Linked DNA regions of Mus musculus: region 1 is linked to region 2. The links are chromatin contacts, called in public capture Hi-C maps. All regions are on one chromosome and are shown on one strand. Each heading gives the region's core, a stretch centred on a gene start, on an enhancer-like site or on the middle of the called end of the contact. The rest is flanking DNA. Distances are from core to core; before and after follow the strand shown.

Region 1 (2,700 bases), core at 34-2,533, 210 kb after region 2:
TGTGTAGCCATCTAGCTATGTAGTCTAGATAGCTCTGGAGTCACCATCCTCTTGTGTCAATTTCCCCGGTGCGGAATCACAAGTGTGCCCTAGCAGGCCACACTTGGTAAGTTTTGTTTCATTTCTGAGATCTGGGATGGGATCCCAGGCTGCCCTTGAACTTGATCTCTGTCCTTGAGGTGAGCTGGAAGGTGTGTGTGTGTGAATGTGTGTGTGTGTGTGTGTGTGTGTGTGTGAGAGAGTGTGTGTGTGTGAGAGAGTGTGTGTGTGTGAGTGTGAGTGTGTGAGTGTGAGTGTGTGTGTGTGTGTGAGTGTGTGTGTGAGTGTGAGTGTGTGTGTGTGAGTGTGTGTGTGTGTGTGAGAGAGTGTGTGTGTGAGAGTGTGAGTGTGTGAGTGTGTGTGTGTGTGTGAGTGTGTGTGTGTGTGTGTGTGTGTGTGTGTGTGTGTGTATGTGTGTGTTGCAGAATGGGCAGTCAGGGCTAATGGTTCCTGAGTCATAGGAATAAGAGAAAGGCTGCTGCTCGGGAGGAAGTTTTGTGAATATGTTCACTTTGTGTATTTTATGGGAGGGGTTCCTAGGAGAAGTAATATGTGCAAAGTTCCAGATGTGTGATGGATACTTTCTGGGATACTTCTGTTTGACTCCATCAGAAGGCTTCATCCCAGGAATTAAGTGACAAGGCCCGGGGCAGGGAACAGAGGAGGGTACTACGAACTGAGTACAACACACACATATATATGAATGAATGAGATTTTTTTTCCTTTGAGACGAGTTCTCACATAGCCCAGGCTGACCTCAAACTCCTTTTGTAGTGGAAATGACCTTCTATTTTTGATCCTGCACTCTCCACTTCCTGAGTGCTGGGATTATAGGCATGCACCACTGTGCTTGATTTATGAAGTTATGCCAGGCTAGCTTCCACCAAACAGTCCCAGCTCCAGCCCTGTATTGTGGACGTTTAATTTCATTGTAGTAAGAGTCTATGAAAGCATCTATAGTGTTACCTTCAATCTGGATGTGTTTTGGGGGACCCCTTGGGGCTAAAAGGAGACTACATGGGACTTAGGGAGGTTGGTGGCACTAAGGAAGCTGTCACAGATGGCCAAACAGCCAGAGCAAGGACATAACATTTATGTGAACTCAGTTGTGGCTTAGTGAGTTACTACTGTAGATTTTACCCCTAAGACATCTGGGCCAACACTCTGCTATGTATTGCCTAGGCAGATGGATTTTCTTCTTGCCGCTTTATTGAGAGTGGATTTCCTGTCTCTGCTGCGCTGGTGGTCACTCACCTGCTGAGGATGACCTTGAACCTCTGACCCCTGCCTCCTGCTCCCAGAGTGCTGGGATTGCAAGTGTGCGCTACTGCACCCAGTTTTATTAATGGGACCCAGAGCTTCCTGCACTCTAGGCAGGCATCCTCTAACCCCTGTTTTTTTGTTTCTCTTTTTAAAATCATTTAGGTAAAAACAAAAAGACATGTGTAGGCCAGGCTGGCCATAAACTCACAGCAGTTTCCTCGCTTTAGTTTTGCAGTGTGGAAAGTCATGGCTGGCTTGTGACTTTTATCTTGAGACAGTTTTGTTTGCAAAAGGTTTCAAAAACAGTAGAGTACTCTTATATCTTAATATTTAAGAGATAAGGGTTTAAAAAAATATAGAGCCATTATTTGGCCCAGTATCACTCATAATTCTTTTCATGTCATAAGATATTGCAGCAAGCCATTGTAGTTGCAAAACGGGCCATCCCGTCATTGGACGGGCTTATTGCTTTGCTTATTAGCTGCAGTTTCTCTCTGACTGCCCTGGTGTGGGGTTTGTTTAGAAAAGGGAAAGGAAATTCTTATTTCTTTGCATTTAATCTGTGTACCGGAACAATGGCTTGTGTCGCTAAGTGTCTTTTTATTATCCATGTAAATCTGTGTATGGCATATAGTGTGATGTGTTTTGGTACACTGCTTTTCTAACTCACCCTTTTCCCAGCCAAGGTCCCTTCTGACTGCTTCTAGAGCTTTGCTCGTGCCCACTCCCCTTTGGACTAGTAGCTCTGGGGTATAATATAGTGTTCTGGCCCTTCCTTGTTTGTTTCTTGCCCAGTAGCTTGTTTTCAGACAGAAACAAATTTTGATACCCTGATTCTGCCCCCCAAACCAGCTGCTTCTGGAACGGTGGGAATGAAATAGGATCAACAGACTGGATGGGTAACCCATGATTAGAATCGGCGGTCTCTTCTGCTCTCCGAATGCCTTCTCTCAACTGTTAATTGTTCCTTCACACAGGCCATCTTGGAAATTGAGATCTCAATGTGCACATGTTAAGTGCTTGACCTCTGTGCTGGTAATTTCCCACCTTCTGTTGAACTGAACTGGCCTTCTGCCTCTGGTAGAGATTTTTTGATAGCTGGCTCAAAATCTCTGTAGCTCTTAGAGTTGCCTATAAGAGACCCAACATTCATTCATTCATTCATTCATTCATTTTCTTTCTTTCTTTCTTTCTTTCTTTCTTTCTTTCTTTCTTTCTCTCTTTCTTCCTTTCTCTCTTTCTTTCTCTCTTTCTTTCTAGATATTTTCTTTATTTACATTTCAAATGTTATCCCCTTTTCTGGTTTCCCCTCTGAAAACCCCCTATTCTCTCCTTGCTCCGCCTGCTCACCAACCCACCCACTCCTGCTTCCTGGCCCTGCCATTCCCCTATACTGGG
Region 2 (2,700 bases), core at 18-2,517:
TAAACAACTGTATGTGTGGTATATGTAAGTAAACAACTGTATGTGTGGTATATGTAAGTAAACAACTGTATGCGTGGTGTATGTAAGTAAACAGTTGTATGTGTGGCGTATGTAAATAAACAGGTTTGCACACATATGCACAGAGATTGATGTTTAGTGTCTCCTCCCCCTTTTTTATTCCATTCATTTACATCTCATGATATCCCACTTCCCAGTTACCCTTCCACAAGCCCCCCCATCTCACAGCCCCCATCTCCTCCCTCCCCTCTGCCTTTATGAGGGTGCTGTCTGTCTTCTTTCCACTTTAGTTTTAAGCCTGTATCCACCGTTAGGTTAGGTTTTCCTCCAGGGTGGGGTTACAGAAGTGTGCCGCCATGCCCAGCTTTTATTTGGGTTTTGTGGCTCTGAACTCAAAGCCTCATACTTGCAAAGCAAGCACCTTGCACACTGAATCTGATTTGTAAAAATCTCTATTGAAGTCAGCTTTTCAGCAGTGATGTCAGGGAAATGTTTGTCAGTCATTCCAGCTATAGCAGCAATCGGCAGGGGATTGATTGGCTTTTCAGCTTTTCAGTATTTCCTATCTTTTTTTTTTAAATCTGTTGAGTCGGGCTTTAGGAAAGTTTGCATGGCTAGAACTTTTGCCAAGCATGTCTCCCTGTCTCCCTTAAGCACTGTAGTTGGAGAATTAAAGGGCCCTGGCCTGCTTCTGTAGGGTTTTCATGCTAAGAACACTTTTCTTAAATGGTTGTTGGGGGTAGGGTGAGATAGCCTTGGAGTTATGGTCAGCCCTGCCTCAGCCTTCCAAGCCCAAGGATTATGGACATGGGCCACCATGCCCTAAGTGGTTTTTGCTTTTTGTTTTGTTTTTAATGGTTTTGCGCATTTTGTTTGAAGATGAATGTGTTATAGAGGCAGATGTGGTCTACAAATCTGAAGTATTTAAGTCCATTATTTGTGCGTGAGAGAGTATATGCCCCAACACTCATGTAGTGGTCAGAGTACACCTAACTTTATGTGAATTCCAAGGATCAAACTCAGGTCATCAGGCCTGCACTGTGGGTAGTGAGCAGCAGTCCTAAATACTGCATGTCTGGCCTTAATAGAGGTGTCCTGCTGACCCCCTCTGCTAGGCCAAAATACTGTATTGCAATTTAAACAGATGAAAGAAACTTTGTACTTAAAATATTGGTTGAATGTGCTGCCCTCAAAAGGCTTGGGTCCAGAAGTACCATGGACTTTGTGTTTGGGGGATGCTGCGATCTTTGTGCAGCTTGGACACAGGGCCCAGTTCTAAACACAGAATTCATTTGGGCTTCGTGTACACTTTCTTGTAGTGGGATCACTGAGAGGATTAAACGAGTTGCCAAGACAACAGCTGGACAGAAGAGCCAACTCCTTTCTCGTGACTTACAACCTTTTATTAGTGAAAGTGACCATGGGTGCAAATAAGTGTGATTGCTCTGCTCCGCTCGCTCTGGGAGCAGTGTTTCTTTTTTTAATTCAGATGACTAAAAAAGTCACTTGGGCGAAGTGAACTGTGTGTCTGAGGTGTGGCAGGCAGGAAAGGGAAGGGAATTTTCAAACGGGATTTCCTCCCAAACTGGAAGGTCAGGCAGGTCAGGGAAAGGTTGGGAGTGGGTTGGGGGCTGTGGCACCCATTCATGTAACTTCCTCATTTCATGTAAACAAAGTTGCTGGTGACTGTGGCTCCTGACCTGTACGTCTTATTTGGATTTTTCTCTGATAGCCCATCTAAGAACTTGAATTCACACCCTTTGTGCAGGGCTGTGGTTGACTCCTGGTGAGGGGTGGAGTGATTTCTGTGACTTGAGAACGAATGGACACAAGTGCTAAGCAGTCTGCTGGGCTCTGCTGTCGTTTAGTGTTCTGTTTTCCCTGACATGGTGTCCAATCCTGAATTTATTCACTGGCTTTGGTTCCATTGAAGTCTGAGTCCCGAGCGTCCATTTCTTCTTCAGAACCATCTGTGTTTTCAATAACTCTACGGCCCCCAGCCCTTCTGGAAGGAACAAATGAAGCCTCGTTTCCTCTCCTATGGGTTTGAAACAGAAAATACACTTGTCTTTAGTAAGAAAATCTCCCAGTGATTGGAAGAGGCAAGATCAAGGTGAGATCAAACACACACTCAACATGAACGAGTCACAAACAAATTCAGGGTGAGTCCTATCTATTCATTTGGCATGGGATTATTGGTTTTAAAATATTAAAATAGGATTCTGGTCTTGTGTTGGGTTGGGAAAAGAAAAAGGCCAAAACAGGTGTAGGGTAGCGCACAGGCCTGGTGTCATCAGGTAGAAGGTTGTAAAATTATAGATAAAACAGCAGGCCTAGTGCTGTTTTATCTATAATTTCCCACAGGAATAAAAAAAAGGCATGATTTTAGGTTTTCAAAGTGGAGAGGGAGAGTTTCTCAGAGTACAAGCTTTAGTTGAAGGGTGACACAGCGCCATCTGCTGGTGTGTAGCTTCCTGCTCTGAGATTCCCCCATGGTAGAGAGATGGTGTCTAATTTGAGTGTATTTTCCTCATCATGGTCACATGATGCAGAACACAAAGTAGATGTTCAAATGAATAGTTGAAAAATTGTTAATCTGAGGTACATTTTTGTTCTAGTGGGCAGGACAGCCCTGAATCTTCACTACTCCAGCTTTCAGCCTCTGCATGTCCCACCCATCCT

The links. Capture Hi-C pulls out chosen DNA fragments and counts their contacts.
Region 1: a capture Hi-C map of embryonic stem cells shows a contact between it and region 2, with 3 times the contacts expected there. The contact joins two enhancer-like sites. A contact is called at or near these places in 8 of 39 promoter capture datasets (the 3T3-L1 cell line, 3T3-L1-derived adipocytes, the HPC-7 cell line and 4 more), 3 of 484 Hi-C or Micro-C datasets (the G1E-ER4 cell line, Th1 cells and embryonic stem cells) and 2 of 9 other capture datasets (embryonic stem cells and pancreatic islet).

What each region holds. Positions count from the first base shown.
Region 1 is chr16:14,399,623-14,402,322 of GRCm38.p6, forward strand. The region is part of intron 5 of Abcc1 (ATP-binding cassette, sub-family C (CFTR/MRP), member 1); the gene reads left to right. Among named protein-coding and RNA genes, the nearest start is that of Abcc1, 39 kb to the left of the region's middle. Within about 2 kb of position 1,284, at least 3 of the 459 cell types and tissues checked have an H3K27ac peak or open chromatin away from gene starts, as enhancers often do. A contact at or near this core is called in embryonic stem cells, where this site is marked.
Region 2 is chr16:14,193,129-14,195,828 of GRCm38.p6, forward strand. Myh11 (myosin, heavy polypeptide 11, smooth muscle) reads right to left here. Exons shown (of 41, transcript NM_001161775.1): 41 at 1,399-2,056. The coding sequence ends at 1,924. Among named protein-coding and RNA genes, the nearest start is that of Nde1, 31 kb to the left of the region's middle. Within about 2 kb of position 1,268, at least 17 of the 459 cell types and tissues checked have an H3K27ac peak or open chromatin away from gene starts, as enhancers often do. A contact at or near this core is called in embryonic stem cells, where this site is marked.